2 separate regions of the Mus musculus genome follow, and region 1 is linked to region 2. Evidence: chromatin contacts called from public HiChIP or PLAC-seq data. All regions are on one chromosome and are shown on one strand. Each heading gives the region's core, a stretch centred on a gene start, on an enhancer-like site or on the middle of the called end of the contact. The rest is flanking DNA. Distances are from core to core; before and after follow the strand shown. Region 1 has its middle 7.6 kb from the start of Gm38926. Region 2 overlaps Lrmp (lymphoid-restricted membrane protein).

Region 1 (2,700 bases), core at 187-2,686, 190 kb after region 2:
TATCCAGCTTCATTTCATCCTTGGCTTTGTGCACAGCAACGTTAAATCCTGCACTGGATCTGCTCCGAGTGTGAGACCAACCTGGGCTACACAGCTTCAGGTCAGCCTGGTCTGTAGAGATCTATGTCAAGCACACCTTTCTAAGGAAGAACAATAACAACAACAACAACAAAAACCAAACAGACAGACAGTCAAACAAACAAAAAAACAAGAAGGGACCAGGCACACCCCAGACCCTTTGGTGGGTAACAACCCAATCTTGGCTTACTGAGAACTGTATTTGTGGAGGTAGCTGAGAAGCCTTTGTGTCCTGCATACTAGTGAGGGTCTCCCCATTCGCCATCTGTTCGTTAGGTTAGGGTGGTAATCATAGCACTTTAGGTTAGCTCCTTTCTACAAACCCATCTAACAGCCTGATTGTCCTTAAACGAATCTGAGGTCTGTGTCATTATACACTCAGGTGAACAGGCACCCAGGCATACTAAACTTGGTCAGTGTCTCCCTAGGGCAGCACCCAGTGCCTGAGCTCACCGTCAAGACCAAATTCTGCTATAAGATAGAGGTATAGGGGAGGAGGAGAGAGGAAGCCAGCCAGCTTTGCAGACACCGGGTCCTATTCAGGGCTCCTCCGTCCTCTGATGTCATGCGCTTCCTGCTTTCGCACTGCAGAGTCTGGCGATCAGTCGACTGAAACGGGATGATCACCGCCACTATCTTGCATCTTATTTTCCATGATCACACTGTCACCTAGCCAACTGCCCCGCCCCCTAATCCCACGACTCTTGGCTTTCCAGCTCGTATTGTCTTCCCCTCCCCCCCCCTCCAGGAAGACGGCTTCCAAGCAGCAAGTACCAGGAAACCCCACTACTGGTGGTGACTCCGACTGAGGCTTGGGGTGGGGTCGGAGTGAATCTTCTGCTCTTGCTTGAGAGTCCAAATCCCTAGCTTAAAAAATGATTTAAAGTATATAATATACATATATATGTGTAAATTCGTATGTATAGTCAAGCTGGGCGCGATGGTGCACGACTGCAACATCGGTCTGCAAACTCAGACTTGAGGCAGGAGTTTCGCTGAGAGTTCGTGGACAGACCAGCTTGTGTTATACAGTGGTCTACAGTTCAGCTTAGGTTAGAGTTAGATTCTGTCCAAAGAGCTAAAAAAAAGAGAAAGGAAGGAAGGAAGAAAAGGGAAAGGAAGAAACATTAATTGTTCAAGTGACAGAGCTCTCCCTCTGTCCAGGAGCCCAGGCAAGGACCATTAGGAGCGGGGCGAGACCATTGCACTCTGCACTCTCCGTCCGGGCCCAGCCCCCTCCCCCCCTCGACACCCGCCACCGCGCAGCTCCGCGCCGCCGCCCAGCGAGCGGGAGACTCCCCAGGGCTCTTTAAATACGAGCTATAAATACCACCGGGCTCTGAGAGCACGTCACCGCCCCGCCGGCTTCCGATTGGCCGCTCTGGGTATCTCATTTGCATAGGGGCTGACACAACCGTGCCGCGACCTGGACGGGAGCGCGCCTGCCCCTCCCCGGCAAGACAGTGGGCGGAGTCGCCGGACCTGCCGACCGCCAGGTCTGAAGTAGGGCGGGGTGGGTTGGCATGTGTCCGTCATCCCTGCCTCGCAGAGGCTGAGACAGGAGGATTGCCTTGAGTTCCAGGCTGGCCTGGGCTATGTAAAAATGTGGAGAGAAAACTATACATATATACATATATATGAATATATATACACACATACACATATGTATGTGTGTGTGTATACACACACACATATATATACATATACATACATACACATATATACACATGCATATATTTTTAATGAAATAAAATGGGGCAGGTGGTGGTCCAGTAGGACGTCCTTCGCCTTCAGGGAACATCAGCTCTGCCCGCCGATTGACACTGGATCTTTTTGCTTTCTACGAAAAGTTTTCAAGGAGACCCGGGAGCAGATGCTGCGGGTGGCTCCTAGCGGCTAAATTTAAACCACGTGAGAGCTGACCCGCCACGGTTCTGTGAGATGACTGGCCACTCCGATGCTCAAAACAGACTGCGTGCTGTGGTCGCTGTAAGACGCAGCGAGCTGGAGAAGAAAGCCAGCAGGGCTCGGAGATGCAGGACTTACGATGTCTCCCGGTTTAGAACCAAATTTAAACTGCATCCGGGTGCGGTGGAGCTGAGGCAGGAGGATTGAAAGCCACGTAGTGAGATCCTATTTGCAAACAAACACCCAAGCCGAATTTAAAAAGCAAAAAACAGTGTCTCCCTCCAGCCGGGGGTTAAAAAGCCAGGTCCTGAAAGCAGGCGCGGCACATCCAGGAGGGTCTGTCAGGTTGTGCGAAGTAGTCAGACAAAAAGCACAAGCCACAAACATCTTACTAAATTATATTAATCGACGTTCTCCCGTGACATCTGTGTAGTCCTAAATAACCCAGAGCTCATTCAGCGACTTCATGTAACAGTGAAGACAATGCCTCAAAGCGGACTGCTTCGTAGTTTGCAGTTTTTTTTTTTTTTTCCTAAGAGAGAGAGACAGAGACAGAGAGACAAGTAAGCGCTTTGGATTCTAGCAAAAGAGCTCCCTCTGCTGGCAAATGCTTCACCATCACAGATACCCATAGACAAAGATGGGGCAGGCTGGTATCAGGACTCTCAGGGCGAGCTGCCAGAGCTTCAGGATGCTGTTAGGTGAAATCACAGA
Region 2 (2,700 bases), core at 46-2,545:
GCCTTTTCCCGTTGGCAGAGTCTGGATCAGACATTTTGCACATGGCTTCTGGTGACCTTGACTGCAAACCTCTCTGTGAGAAGGAGGAGGAAGCAAGAGCCGCCTCTGCCATGCAAGGTACAATGTCGATGAACTCCAGGGCAACATGTGAGCAAGCCCCTAAGTGGGGCCTACAAACTAGAAAAGCCAGTGGGAACAAAAATCACAATATATTATAGTAGGCCTTACATATTGCCATCTGACAGAAACTGACTGGATTCAGTCAGGTCTGATCAGCTGGTAGGAGAGAGAGAGCACACCCTTAGAATAATGATGAGAAAATCAGGTCGGAATAATGGAACTGTTAGCCCAGGTCCACTAGGAATCCAGGGAACCAGCCAGGCAGGCTGATCAGGTAGGTCCATATGGCTCCCAAGGCAAAGCACTTCTCTATGGCCATCTCCAGTGAGACATCATTATGGCTGACAAATTTTAAGATGCTGACTGGCCTAGAACTCACTATGTAGACCAGGCTGGCTTTAAACTCACCACACCTGGCTAAATCCTATGCCTTTTGATTCCAGAACCTTCAGTTGTATGTAGGTCTAAAATTGGAGGGAAAACTGAAAACTTCCATGGGGAAAAATAATATTTTTTTTAAAAATGATATCTATTTTGTTATTCTTTCTTTTTAAAATTATATATATATATATACACTGTCTTCAGACACACTAGAAGAGGGCATCGTATCCTGTTACAGGTGGTTGTAAGTCACCCTGTGGTTGCTGGGAATTGAACTCAAGAACTCTGGAAGGACCACTGAGCCACCTCTCCAGCCCTTATTATTTCTTATAGTCTTTTATAACACTGTAGGCTGATTGTTTCTTGAGAAGTGCCACATGTTAGGTAGTGTTCTCCCAGCATTCTGTGCACTGTGCAAAATGAACAGAACTTACCAAGCATGACATTGTCCCCAAAGGGTCCCTTTGCCCAGTTTCATGCTCTGAAGCATCCATGCTTGGTGGAATGCCTTGATCATTACCAGCCCTGTATATACCACAGGGCTTCTGGCATTAGAAAAAGGCATAAAGAAACACTCAGTCCTCCGTTTGAAAGGGCACTCTACAGACTGGGGAACTTTCTGCAGCTCAGCTCCTGCGAAGGCATAGGGGGTGGGGGGCGGGCCTCCTCCGTTTGTGCAGAGCAGACTTCGTGCTGCGGGGCCTCTGACTGCAGTCACGTGCCAGCCTCTGTCCTTTGCTGGTCTACCCACATCACCACCCTGCTGCTTCTTCCTCTTTTGATTGATGCATCTCCAGCCCTTCCCTGTGTTTCCTCTTCTTACAGGCACCAGCCTAGCTCCTGCTGCTTATGGAGACTACACGAGTGTGGGCGTGGCCAAGGCTGCATCCCAGCTGGTGAGGAAACAGTGATAAGCTGTAGGATCTGTCCCTCTGAATTTATGTCACACTCTTTAGAAGTCTCATCGTACACTTTCAAGATATTAAGAGAAAAATCTAACTTACTAGAATTTAGTTATACAGCCCGGGTATTACTGACTTGGGCAAGGTCACACACTGAGCTCCAGTGTAGACAGCCTTGTTCCACACTGTCATGCACTCATTCACTCACTCATTAATGCGTCAGACGTCAACCAGAAACAAGGTGATGAGGGCATTACTGCACATGGTTGAGCAAAACAGCAGCTATGAGTGAATGTGTGACAATGTGTGTGAGTGTGTACATGTGTATGAGTGTGTGTGCACATGTGAGAGTGGGTGTGCACATGTGAAAGCGTGTGTGCGCATGTGTATATGAGTATGTGAGAGTATATGTGTGTGCATGTCATATGAATGTGTGTGAGAAAGTGAGTGTGTGTGAGTATATGTGTATGTGCATGTCATGTGAGTGTGTGTGAGAAAATGTGTGTGTGTGAGTATATGTATATGTGCATGTCATGTGAGTGTGTTTGAGAATGTGTGTATGTGAGTGTGTGTGTCTGTAGGATGTCTCAGCAGAAGACTGAGGCCTATGTGTGTGAGTGTGTAAGAGTGTGTGTGAGTGTGTGCATGTGTTTGTGTGTGTAGGATATCAGCATAAGACTCTGAGGAGGCCTGGGAGAGTATGTTTGTGTGTGTGTCTGGTGTGTGTGTGTGTGTGTGCTCACAGCATGCTGATCAGACATCCCAGTCACTGGTATCAGAGCCCAAAAGGTCACAGAGGAAGAGCCATGGGGGTGGCATAGAAGGCAGACTAGAAGTACTGAGGCTGTGGAATATATTATTATAAGGTTAACACAAAGACCCACAGAAAGCAGGGGAACTCCGCCCATGAGGAAAGACCCACTGAGAGGCTGGAGGCTGCACTCTAGCTTCACGGATCTCCAAGGCTCTTTATGTTTTGCTCCTTCAAGTGTGTGAGAGTGTGTGTGTATGAGTGTGTGAAGTGTGTGTGTGAATGTGTATATGAATGTGTGTGAGAGTGTATGAGAGTGTGTTTGAGTGTGTGTATGAATGTGTGTGAGAGTATATGAGAGTGTGTGTGAGTGTGTTTGTATGAATGCGTTTGTGTGAGTGTATGTGAGAGTATGTATGTCTCAAAGGTGACTGATGGGTCTGTTATTTGGAATTATCCTTTAGTATGGGGTGTAGCTAAGATGCCACACTGTCTACTATAGAAGCCTCTGTCTCCTCTTATTAAAAATTAGAGCAAGTTCCAGTT

Evidence for each region. HiChIP or PLAC-seq counts read pairs in DNA pulled down with a chosen protein or histone mark.
Region 1: a contact with region 2 is called in an H3K4me3 HiChIP or PLAC-seq map of bone marrow-derived macrophages, with 2.2 times the contacts expected there. The contact joins two enhancer-like sites. A contact is called at or near these places in 10 of 115 datasets of contacts at active chromatin or transcription factors (bone marrow-derived macrophages, double positive thymocytes, effector CD8 T cells and 4 more) and 3 of 9 other capture datasets (adipose tissue, embryonic stem cells and liver).

The regions. Positions count from the first base shown.
Region 1 is chr6:145,339,420-145,342,119 of GRCm38.p6, forward strand. No RefSeq gene overlaps it. Among named protein-coding and RNA genes, the nearest start is that of Gm38926, 7.6 kb to the right of the region's middle. Within about 2 kb of position 1,437, at least 422 of the 459 cell types and tissues checked have an H3K27ac peak or open chromatin away from gene starts, as enhancers often do. A contact at or near this core is called in bone marrow-derived macrophages and regulatory T cell precursor, where this site is marked.
Region 2 is chr6:145,147,961-145,150,660 of GRCm38.p6, forward strand. It overlaps Lrmp (lymphoid-restricted membrane protein), which reads left to right. Exons shown (of 19, transcript NM_008511.4): 6 at 19-117; 7 at 1,327-1,397. Among named protein-coding and RNA genes, the nearest start is that of Lrmp, 28 kb to the left of the region's middle. Within about 2 kb of position 1,296, at least 45 of the 459 cell types and tissues checked have an H3K27ac peak or open chromatin away from gene starts, as enhancers often do. A contact at or near this core is called in bone marrow-derived macrophages and regulatory T cell precursor, where this site is marked.